2 separate regions of the Mus musculus genome follow, and region 1 is linked to region 2. Evidence: chromatin contacts called from public HiChIP or PLAC-seq data. All regions are on one chromosome and are shown on one strand. Each heading gives the region's core, a stretch centred on a gene start, on an enhancer-like site or on the middle of the called end of the contact. The rest is flanking DNA. Distances are from core to core; before and after follow the strand shown.

What was found. HiChIP or PLAC-seq counts read pairs in DNA pulled down with a chosen protein or histone mark.
Region 1: an H3K27ac HiChIP or PLAC-seq map of embryonic stem cells shows a contact between it and region 2, with 11 read pairs. The contact joins the promoter of Col14a1 here to the enhancer-like site in region 2. A contact is called at or near these places in 1 of 39 promoter capture datasets (liver), 2 of 15 datasets of contacts at CTCF or cohesin (both in embryonic stem cells), 24 of 484 Hi-C or Micro-C datasets (the HPC-7 cell line, LSK cells, the MC38 cell line and 12 more), 2 of 115 datasets of contacts at active chromatin or transcription factors (both in embryonic stem cells) and 1 of 9 other capture datasets (adipose tissue).

What each region holds. Positions count from the first base shown.
Region 1 is chr15:55,303,502-55,309,565 of GRCm38.p6, reverse strand. Col14a1 (collagen, type XIV, alpha 1) reads right to left here and starts at 1,815. Exons shown (of 48, transcript NM_181277.4): 1 at 1,582-1,815.
Region 2 is chr15:55,264,537-55,270,759 of GRCm38.p6, reverse strand. No RefSeq gene overlaps it. Among named protein-coding and RNA genes, the nearest start is that of Gm26296, 5.0 kb to the right of the region's middle. Within about 2 kb of position 4,524, at least 55 of the 459 cell types and tissues checked have an H3K27ac peak or open chromatin away from gene starts, as enhancers often do. A contact at or near this core is called in adipose tissue, embryonic stem cells and liver, where this site is marked.

The DNA of each region.
Region 1 (6,064 bases), core at 566-3,065, 42 kb before region 2:
AACATCAGATCTAAATTCCATCTGTCCGACCCTCCATTCACCCACCCACCCATTTCTAATGTAATAGTGAGGCTACCTATAGAGGTGGAGTCCCTCTTCAGCAACAGAACACCCAATCTCTTTAGTGCAGCCACCCTGAGCCTGCTTGCTACTCCATCCTATAAAGAAGTGCCTTTGGTCCTTTGGTAGAAGCTGAGGCCAGGACCTCCAGTAACTGAAGATTGAGAAATCTCATTTTCTCCTAACCGTGGTGTCACAGAGGTCTTCCTCCTATTTCTCTTCCTACTGCTAGTGCTCCACTTTAACACTTGCTACCAGCAAACAACTCTGCAAGGCTTCCAGCAGAGTCAAAGCCAGGCAGTGGCGCGCGCACACACCTGCAATCCTGCACTTGGGAGGTGGAGACGGGAGGAATGTGAGCCCAAGGTCTCCTCCCTCTGTTCTGAAGAAAACTTTTAGACCAGCCTGAGCTACATACCACCCTGCCTAAATAAATAGATCTTTCTTTCTTGGAACTCCAGTCAGATCTAGAAGTCATGTTCCAGCAGTTGGCGGGGTTGGGGAGTTGGAAGCGGGGGAGGGAAGTGGGAGAGGGATTCATACCACTCTGAGAACTGCACGTGAGCATCTTCAGAGGTGCTCTTCAGGGCAAGTTAACAGCTCTCCTAGACCTTGCCTAAGCAACCCTGAGCACAAGACTAGCTACCCACTGAGCACCCAAGAACTCAGCACCAAGTTTGCATAATGACTCCAAACCGTGGCGGGTAACTAAGGTTACTTACTCGAAAGAATCACGGGGCTCCTCTAACCTAACCTAACCTAGCCCTGCTCCAGACTGTGCATACTGCATGCTAAAGCCCAACTTCTGCAGATGCTCCGGATGCCCACAAGCGGAACGCAAGAGGAGTTCGCAAAAATAAAAGGAAAAAAAAGTGAAGAAGGTTCCTGCAGCAGCTTAGCTTGGTGGTTCCCCTCAAAGCAGCAACACTGGGAGCTTGGTATCATTCTACTGTCTATGAACTCTCACTGGCTACCCCCCTTTCCGTGCAGAGCCTGGTCCACAGCTGCCCCGACGTGCAGCAACAGTCCAGTGAATGCTTGGATGCGTGTTCTCCAAGGACTGGTCTCCCGATCCACTGCCAAATAGAATCTAAACAGCGTTGTGCTCTGTGCGTACACGGTGCTTCCAAAAGACTCCCTAAGCCTTTACCAATTGAACTTGCTGGAGCCACCACTACAGAGCTGCCAAATGCAGCCAATTCCAGCCCGGCGCCCACCGCACACAGACACCATGGGAGGGAGGGATCCTCAGAGAGAAACGGAGGGCTCCTTTGCTGTCCACACACCCGTCGGTCACTAGGCGCGTTGCAATCTCTCTGCCCTGTGGTCCCCAGACAAGCATCTATCTGGGTGCACGGTCTCCTAGCTCACCCCTAAGGTCTCCGGCCACCCCGCGGGCACACTTGCAGTGGTTGGTCCTGGCAATCGCATCCGTCTGCAGGTGGCTCTCACTGGGGCTCTTTCTTCACCTATGAATTATGCAAAGCCGAGCGGGAAAACAGTAGGGAAAGACGAACTGACCTGTGCAGGGCAACGTTCCAGCCCAGGTTGGGGACCTCTTGGCGCCTAGGGAAGATTAGCCGCCGACTGGTTCTTAGCGAACCACTGCCCTGGCTCGCCTTCCCTCAGAGTACCCTTTCTCAATTAACTTCTCTTTCCTGTCGTTCACTCTGTCCTCTCCTTGTCCCTCTCCCGTCGCCTCCTGCCCTACAGAGCTTCCTTCCCCTCGCCTCTCACCCAGGATCAGATAAGAGGAAAGAAACCGCTGCGCGAGCCAATTATAAAGCCAAAGGTGGTGGCGGGGGGCGGGAAGTGGGGAGACAGACCCCCACTTTCCCTCCTCCTCTCTAGCATCCCCGCCCCGCTCGAGTTGCAGAGGAGCCCGCCCCACTCCTCCCAAGTTCAGCCCAAGGACTGGCAGCCGACCCAGGTGCGCGTGGCAGCCGGGTATAGAACGCAATTGAGGAGCCCCTGGGTCCTCCCCACCCCCACAACTAAAGCAGTGCCCTGTGCTCCCCCCCCCCCCATCAGAACCCCCGAGTCACTGGGAAATCTCCAGCACTCGTCCAGGCTCCATCCCCAAAGATGAGTTTTGCCTTCCCACAGTGGGTCCCCTCTCCCTTGCTCTTCAAGTCCTAGGGACCAGCACAGTCGCCAAGGGTAGACATTTATTCAACGGGAATCGACTGGAAGAATGCTAAATTGGAGGGTTTTCTTGGTCGTAGAAACAAAATATGGACAGTTTTATGCTGTTGGACCAGCAGATCTCCTTTCCCCATGCTCAGAGATTACAGTCAGTAGGTTTGAGCGAATCCGAAGGACCCATCGTCTATAAAACTCTGGGGACTCTGGTCTGTGCGGGCCACGCCCTTTGAGAAGTCCTGTTCTGGAATGGCTAGAGATGCTCAGAGCTCTTGGTGGCTGGGGACTGGATCTGAGTTCTTGTCCTCTGGGCGCTTTTTAAAAGGTCATCTTCCCATTTTGTGTCAGGTTAGCAAATGCCCAGGCGTCCAGTGTCACACCAGAAGTTGTCATCGGCTCAAATGGAGAGCGGGAGTTGCATACACGCCGACCATTTGTGAGAAAAGACCAAAATGACTGTGATTTTGATCAGTTCCAAGAGCAGGCGGTAGAGAATCAGTGAGAGGTACTCTCATACGTTCCCGAACCTGCCTCCAAAATGCCCTTCTGAGAGCACAGGAAGGGATGCGCTACACCATTCAAGGTGATTCCCGAGACCTCGAACCTTCCAAGCTTAGGCTTTCTTCAAATTTGCGTACTTCACTCCAAATGTTCTCCAAGTGGCCTCTCTGCGTAGTTTCTGAACTTCGCCTTAAAGTGAAAAGGATCGCTATAGCCTCCTCCCTGAGACCCCGAGTCGGGATCAGTCTTGGCTTCAACTCCGCCACAGAGAAAGAAGGCTGCTTTGCAGCTTGAAGATCCTTCTGTGCTTCATTAATGTGCGCTATTCGCCCGGGTCCCTCGGTAGTCGAACGCAAAGACTAAAAACCCGCACGCGGGACTGCCAGGGTGAGAGCGCCACCTGCCGCCTGCGTCGGCTTGGCGAACTGAAACAGACTTTTCTGGCAAGTAGGAGCCTGAATTCAAGGAGTATTTGTTCCTTGGATATATGTCCTTTCCAATGTTTTACTCCTCAAATGTCTATTATTATCCCCTTTTAATAATGTACCAAGGTGCTGGTGACCACTGTAAACACCGTTCTAAATCCCTTGGGGGAGGTAGTTAGGAGTTAGATATGATATGGGAGAGGTAGTGCATTATTTAATTATGAAAATCCAAAAATGGAAGACTCTCTGATGATCATAAAATAAGAAATACATGTATAAACAAGTATGCAGAAAGTTTTATTAGACTTTTAGACGGGGTTGACAGGAGGACTCCTGGCCAGCCATTCTAGCCTTATTATTGAGTTCCAGGTTCAGTGAGAGACTTGATCTCAAAAACTCAAATGGAGAATTAACTCGGCATTAACCTCTGGCTTACACAGGAATGCGCACTCACGCACACACACTTTTACAGTTTGTATTATAAAAGTCATATTTTTTATTGTAACTAGCCTTTCCTTCATTGTCTTTAACTTTTGAATTGTGTTTGTTCCTTTGGGGGTTTCGTTGGTTTTGACTTTTTGAGACAGAATATCACTCAGCAGCCCATGCTGGCAACAAACTCTCTACAATTGTTCAGCATCCAAGAGCTGGAATTACAGAATAGTACCCGTAGGCTTGGCTTTAACGTTTGAATTATTGCCTATTCCTTTCCATTGACATCAACTTCAAGTTAATGCTGAAACAGAAGGGCTGTTTTCAATCCGTGTTTCAGTCCGTTGTGGTTGGGAATGACCTTCCAGCTCTTTCAAATGTGTCTACTCAGTGTTCCTTCAGTGGCTATCTTTTTGGTGTGGTTTGGTTTTCAAGACAGGGTTTCTCTGTGTAGCCCTGGCTGTCCTGGAACTCATTCTGTAGACCAGGCCGACCTTGAACTCAGAGATCCTCCTGCTTCTGCCTCCTTACTGCTAGGAGTAAAGGCATAAGCCACCACTGCCCAATAAAAGTTTAAATCAAGACCATGTTTCTATATGCTTGCTTTCTTTTTGTTTGTTTGTTTGGCTGGCTGGCTGGTTTTCTGAGATGGGGTTTCTCTGTCGCTGTGTAGTCCTTCAATGCACATCTTTAAGATCAGCAGTCAGGCCGAGCATGGTGACGCACACCTTTAATCCCACCCAGCACTTGGGAGGCAGAGGCAGGCAGATTTCTGACCAGCCTGGTCTACAAAGTGAGTTCCAGGACAGCCATGGCTATACAGAGAAACCTGTCTCAAAAAAAAAAAAAAAAAAAAAAAAAAAAAAAGATCAGCAGTCAGAGTCTAATGAAGTATTGAGAGCTGAATCTTGGAAACATTGCAAGAAGCATCCACTTAAAGTCTTCTCTTTTGGTCTAGAAAACACTGTATAGTTTTAGGACTTTTTCAAAGCTAACTAACATTCCAGCTTCCCAACACAGCTGGGAACTTTGGGAATATATCTATATATCTGTTCCTATCGTGGGTATAATCCTATTTCTTTCTTAGATCTACACACACACACACACACACGGGGTGGGGGGAGCCAAAGGGCTCCCCTGAAGCCTTGCACCTTGCATGAAAACTTTGTTTTTAAACCTGAATTTAAAAGCCTTGTTCTTTACTTTGGCAAATCTCTTTTGCTTCTGAGCTGACTATTCCTATACTTAAAAAAATTCATCTTATTCCATTTATTACATATCTTAAAATATATATTTTTTGAGATAGTGTCATGTGAGTTAAATAACATGTGCTTATGGATCTAACCTATAATAAATAGAAGTTATATTCACACACTGGGGTTGTCATTTCCTTTTTTTAAAAAAAGATATATTTATTTTTATTCTTCTATGCATTGGTGTTTTACCTACAAGTATGTCTGTGCCTGTGAAGGCCAGAAAAGATTGCTAGATCCCCTGGAACAGGAGTTATAGACCACTGCAGTTAGACCATACTCTGTCATTCAGGGTTTTCTATCTTCTCTTAGTCAAAGGTTGATATAAGTTCCAAATAAGACTAACTAGTAGTCACTGCCTCAAATGTGAGTATTGTACGTTGGGATATAAAAGTGAAAATGATGATATTTTAAATTAATTTTTGGTTAGTATACAAAGAAATGTGACATTTTCATGAATATTCTTCATTCATCATTCATTGTACTATGTTTTTACACACACACACAGAGAGAGAGAGAGAGAGAGAGAGAGAGCCATCCCCTGTCCAATCCCACCCCTATGATGGTTCCCTTCCTCTCGTCAATTAGCTCCTACTTCTGTGTCACAAACCACCCCATCTTCCACTACTCCCTCCTGTTTCCCAGTCTCTTCTGACTTCATCTTCCCTCTCACCCTACTTGTTAATTTTCATGCCCTACACGCGCATACACATGCATGTGAATCTACATTCTTTTTTTTTTTTAAGATTTATTTATTTATTTATTATATGTAAGTACACTGTAGCTGTCTTCAGACGCACCAGAAGAGGGCATCAGATCTCATTATGGGTGGTTGTGAGCCACCATGTGGTTGCTGGGATTTGAACTTCGGACCTTCGGAAGAGCAGTCGGGTGCTCTTACCCACTGAGCCATCTCACCAGCCCGAACAATTATGGGTCAGAGTTTTGTTTGTTTGTTTGTTTTTGTTTTTTGTTTTGTTTTGTTTTGTTTGAGGCAGTGTAGCCCTGGCTGTCCTGGACCAGGCTGGTCTCGAACTCAGAAATCCGCCTGCCTCTGCCTCACAAGTGCTGGGATTAAAGGCGTGCGCCACCACGCCCAGCTTACATTCTTTATATTCAAGAAAACATATTCCGTTTCTTCTGAATTGGGCTTGTTTTGCTTAACCTTGTGAACTCCAGATCTATCTGTTTTCCTGGGAATTATTTCGTTTCCCTTTACAGCTAAACAAAATCCCATTATGTACACACAGC
Region 2 (6,223 bases), core at 3,275-5,774:
CGCTCTGTAAGACTGAGAATCCAGTGACACCTGGCCAAGAAAGAGCACCACAGTCCCGATTCCCCAGTGGATTTGGGTGTAAACCTTTGTAATGTGGGCAGGTAGGACTCCAGTGGATGGCACCTTAGGGGAACTTGCGTAAGCTTCATACACCATGGCACGGTTGCATTGATCCAAGGTCAGGGAGTGAGTAGCCCACCATGAGGAGCTGCGAATATTGACACTGCACAGAAAGCCATGCCACCTTTGAATCTGGTTCTGTTTTTCATCTAGTCAAAGGATGTACAAGAGAGCTTCTTTTCAGAGAAAGAAGGGAAGAAATGTCCCACCAAAAAGGCTCTTATTGAAGAAGCTGTAGGAATCTGTTTTCATCTTGTAGTAAAATTTCCCCTGGGGCGTCAGGGTTAGGAGCAAGACGAGATTCCGTCAGGCCCATGAGGGGCAGTCTCTGTTCATACAAGCTGTGGCCTCTGTTCCTACAGAGCCCTTCCATTGTCTGACCCCAGAAAGCCTGCTGGACAAACCAATGTGTGCTTTGTTTCTGGACTGACTTGCTTTCATTTTAAGAAGTTTACGTCATCCCGAGTCACTCGTGGTGAAGTTGATGTGCTTAGAGATATTTCCAAAGAGTGAGGAGGGCACTTTAGCACATGGTTGAAACTGACTGACAATGTGTACATTCCTGTGACCCTGTCATAGAGTCACAACTGGCGTCAGGGAATCCTCTAACAACTGCATGCATTGTGTTGAGTTGAGGATGTTGGTGTGCAAAGACACTGAGGGTTTCTAATAATCAAAGACTTCTTTTAGAGCCTCTTTTTCCTTTTTTTTTTTTAATTTTTAATTTTTTTTTAGGGGGCGATGGGTGGGGGTGGGACAGTGTCTATGTAACCCTGGCAGTCCTAGAACTTGCGATGTAGACCAGGCTGGCCTAGAGCTCACAGCGGCCACCTGCCTCTGCCTCCCCAGTGCTGTAATTAAAGGCATGGGCTACCACACCTACAACTTTTTTTTTCTTGATACAACTTTGCCATAATTCATAAAATAAATGTTCAGAAGTCCATCAACACACTTTATCTAGATGAAAACCAAGGCATTCTTCTTTGTGACTTTGATTTTATGTACACAAAGTAAGGCCAACTCAAGAATCAAGAATTTGTCAGGAATGAAAGGGCAGTGGCAACTCTCACCGCCAGCCTAAATGAAAAGTGCCTTGTCTTCTTTTTATTTTTTTCCCATTTTTTAAAAGATGTATTTATTTATTATATGTAAGTACACTGTAGCTGTCTTCAGACACTCCAGAAGAGGGCATCAGATTTCGGTACGGATGGTTGTGAGCCACCATGTGGTTGCAAGCCTTCCTTGATGTTGTCAACCTCTCTGTCATGTTTGTTTATTTGTTTGTTTTAAAGTGCACTGTAGCTATCTTTAGACACACCAGAAGAGGGCATCAGATCCCATTACAGATGGTTGTGAGCCACCATGTGGTTGCTGGGAATTGAACTCAGGACCTCTGGAAGAGCAGTCAGTGCTCTTAACCGCTGAGCCATCTCTCCCAGCTTCCCTCTGACCTGTTTTAACACAGACTTTTGCTTTTACCAGAACAGTTGTACCTGGTTGGGGGGAGGGGGGAGGGGGAATCACAAAGCAGGTAGAGATGAAGACAGAGGTAAGATTGAGCTGAAGTATTGCTGAGAGAGGCCTTAGGTTTCTTTGGATCACACTCATGAGGCAAATACAACAATGATGCGCATAAACCCTCAGCAAGAGTAGTGGCTGCTGCTGTGTTCCATGGAAAAGCTCTAGCAGCCTCAGGGTTTGCCTCTCTTTCTATTCCGGTTCGAGGATCAAGTGTCCGGTTTCAACAAATCACTTTGCCCTTTACCTCTGTATTTTTGTTATGAGCTCAACTTGATTTTTCTCTGACCACCAAGGTCCCAGTTGCACCACCAGATGTCAGCCTTGACCTTGCTGGTGCCTTCAGGAGGCTCTGAGGAAATTAGAGACACAGGAGTCTGCCTCCAGGAATGACTCAAAGGGAACTCTCATAGAGGAGAGCCAGAAACAGCATCGGCGGCAAAACCTCCGAGGCTACAGACTGCTACAAACTTGGAGCAAACGTGTGTGTGTGTGTGTGTGTGTGTGATATACTTTATTGAACAAACCTCTATCATGTGGCCACTGTAAGCTGGGGTTTAGCCATTTCCTTGATTCATTTCCTAAACTGAAGCTTTGTAAGGAGGCTAGAAAAAATAAATATGTTTTAAAGAGACTCTTAGGTCTCTCAATGTGTCAGTTAGGCTATTCAAACCATAGATCCCCAAGAAATAGAAATCACCCTAGGAATCTCATACTGGAAGGAGGAAACAGCTCCAGGGGAGCCAGACGTGAGAATTTGTCTCCCTCCCCAAAGATTTCCCATAGCTTACAGGACGACAGTGAAGCCCAGACTATTCTGGGTGGGCGGGGCTATGCATCCACTGTTACTGCTTAGATGTGCATGACAATGGCCAGCTGTCTAAACTCTAATCTCTTCTCATTCAGGATCCCAAAGAGTTGGGAGGGCGCTGAGTCTCTTTGTCTTTCTCCTGCAGTTGCCTAATTGAGGAAGGAGAAGGTAGCTGAACTGTCTGGTACTTCAAGGTTTCCTTGTTTGTTTGTTTGTTTGTTTGTTTCCCACCAGCTTGGTTTCAGACCCAGGACTTGGAACTAAGGAGTATATTTACATATCAAAGCAGACCTGGCCTCCAGGTTCACCCAGCCTCCCTTGGTCTTTAAGAGGCATCCCCTGCACACCAATCTTGAACTTTCCAGCCCAGGGGCAGGGCTGACTTTTCCCTAGCGGCTCTTCCCTATAAAATTCAGACTCCAGAGGGTGGGGAGGAGGAGCCAGGGATCAGAAACAGCAGCATTGTGGGTAGGTAGCGACCCACCCCTATAATCCCAGCTGTCAGGAGGCTGAGGCAGGAGGGATGAGTTTATAGACAGTGTAGGGTCAGTAAGACCCTGTCTCTAAAACATAAATTTAAAAATTTAAAACGTGTTTTGCTCTCCAGGAACAAGTCTTATTCTAGATTTTTCTTCCCCATTAAGTGCATACCATGACCTTGTGCTCTTGGCCCTTGCCCATAAACTGGGAATTTTATGAGTACTTATAATGGAATTGTTGTAAACCTTCCATAGAAAACATTTAGCAAAGCATATATTTAGACTGCAATAAATACTCTATGTTATTTCATGTGCAAGTGTGGGGCTTGAGGCCCTGTGCAAGCTGAACAAGTTTCCTAGCACTGAACTATACCCACTGCCCCAGCATTTACCTACTACTGCTCGGTTCTTCTTTTTTCTTTTCTTTTTCTTGTTTTTGTTTTGTGTTGTTTTGGTTTTGGTTTTAAGATGTATTTATTTTATATATGTGAGTAAGCTGTTGCAGTCTTCAGGTACACCAGAAGAGGGCGTCAGATCCCATTACCGATGGTTGTGAGCCACCATGTGGTTGCTGGGATTTGGACTCAGGACCTCTGGAAGAGCAGTCATTCTTTTCTTTTTATTGGCAGCGGCTGGCTATGTGTCCCAGGCTGCTCTCAAATTCCTGAGCCTCCTCCCTCAGCTTCCTGAGTGTTAGGTGGGTGTCACTAGGTTTGGTTTCTATTGGCTGATAGGTTATTTCTCCACTGGTGAAATGAGCCCATTCAAGCCAGATTAGATTATATACAGGCAGGTTTATTGAAAAGCTGCTCTAGGGTCCAAAGCCATCATGGGGAGAGAGAAGTGGGGAGCGGGGAGAGAAAGAAAGGGCATGCACTGGCTGCAGAGAGAGGAGAGGGAGGGAGAGGAAGAAAGGGAGGGAGGGAGGGAGAGAGAGATCTCTGTGGGAAGAGCAGCCCAGCACCTGGGATGGAACGTTCAGGGTTGGGGGGTAGGATAGACGAAGTAGGGACTGAGGGATGCTGGGAGAACCTGGAGACGAGCTATGCTTTGATATGTAAAATATGTCCTCAGTTCCTTATCCCGGGGTGGGGGCAGGGAGTCAGAAACCACACCTTGGCTATTTCTAAGAATGTTTCTCTGACCTCAAAATGACTACCTGAACCAGCAAATATATAAGGTGTCCAGTGAAAAATCTTAAAATGTTCTGTTAAGTTTGCTGCTTCCTCCTCTTGTGGACCCAGCCAGGAGAGTGTGCCTGACAAGAAACAGGCAAAGAAGCCTCTAAGTGAATAAATAGGAAAGGGACTGGACTATTCGGTACTTGTGATACACTTGTGATATGAAGAAACCAAACAAATGTTAATGAAGTAAGATGGGCCCCTGCGTTCTAGAACCTTCTACCATGTCGGGCATGTAAAGTGCTAGTTTTCACAGTGGATGCAGCTCATAGTGGTGGTGAGAAAAATCTGCAAACACAAGCGTTCCTTGTGTCCCTCAACTCACTGACAGGCCTCCGCAGCCTCCCATGTTCCTCAGAGCTAGCTGTGTTTGTTTATGTCGGTCTCTGCTGTTACATATCGGATCTGGGACTTTTCCTGCTTAATATTTAACTTGCCCCGGGGTTCCTGTGCCACACAGCTCATGGACTAGCAGGGTTGAGTTTAAGGACTCCGTGTTTGCTGTCTTAGCCTGCACTGCCGCAGAAACACAGATTTTTTTTTTCTTTTTTCTATTTTTAATCAGGTCTTGTTCTGTGTCAGCCACCCGTACCTAAACAAGGTCGATATAAAAGTTACAGCAAATTAGACAAAGCCCAGGCTATCCGATGCTCCGCCCAGTCAGACTGGACCGCCAGGTGCCACTCTCCACCTTCATTAAGCCCTTGTTAGGAATCTTTGTGGACCCAAGCATAGCAGACTTCCAGAAATGGGCTTAATATTTAACCCCAAGGGAGCAAAGAACAATAAACATGAAATAAAGTCTCACGAAGCTACAAAAGAGTCACGCAGGGAAAAACTGTCAAGTCCTGGGAGGAAGGAGAGGAGACCTTGTAAGGTCTTGACCTAACGCGTCCTTATTCTGCTGGGTGTTTTGATAGATGTTCCCAGCAAGCAGCAGCCGGCGCTTTTACTATCTGACCACAGAAAGCCTGTGTGAACAGAAGCGCTGGGAGGTGGTGTGCCTTACGTCATCCCAGCACGAATCTCCAACACCTCTAGACTAGTCCGCCCCCGACGAATGATGTCTCAACTAAGATGTGCTCAGGACAAGCCGCTTCTCTGTAATCAAAACTGAATCTCCAACATATCCGGAGAGTGTAGCTGTGGGATATACCATACTGCAGCTGTACACATGTCAATCACTTTATTGCTTCCCTAACAGGCTGTAAAAACTCTTTGGAATCTGATAGGGCAGGACCTAGATACTGCTATCTAGCCTTGTGTGGCAATGATTTTACGTGGAATGTTTAAGCACGCACTTAGTGTGTGCATATGCTGTTTATGTGTGGGTGCACATATGTCACAATGCAGGTGTATATAGAGGTCAGAGGACAACTTGTGGTCCCCTGGTTTTCTCCTGCTACTAAGTGGGTTTTTATAGGGGCTTAAATTCATTCACCAAGGTCAGTAGTAATAAATTATTTCTCTACACTGGACAAGTAAGTCGATTCAAAACATTAAAATATGTATAAATGTAAGTTTATTGGGAAGGGGCTCCCTGGTGGTTGAGTTCATGGCCCCAAGGGAAAAGGCGGGATAGTCATCATGGGAACGGACACAGAGGGGAGGGGAAAAAGAAAGAGAGAAAGCATGTGTATAGAGAGAAGGAAAGGGGGAAGACAGAAGAGGAGGGGGTCGGAGGCCAAAAGGTCTGATTATATAGGGAAGAGCCTCAGGGGGAAGGGCAGCCCAGCCCCTGGGCTGGAAAGTTCAGGGTTGGGGGAGGGATATGCAGGGTTGGGACTGAGGAATGTTGGGAGAGCCTGAAGGCGAGGTCTGCTTTGATATGTAAAAATATTATGCATCTCAGTCCCTTGTCCCTGGGTCTGAAGACAAACAGTTAGTAAGGCTCTTTACCTGCTGAGCTATCTCACCAGCCCTACATTTTAAGTTTTGATGGTTATACTTGGTTAGTTATTTCTACATAATTTAAACATTTAGCTGATTAAGATTTTAATTTAGGCAGATGTGGTGGTGGCCTGGCTCTAATCCCACAGTATGTGGCCCGCTGAAGAAGCTGGAGGGTCAGGAGTTCAAAGTCATCTTCAGCCTCCTATCAGTTTTTAGGCTAG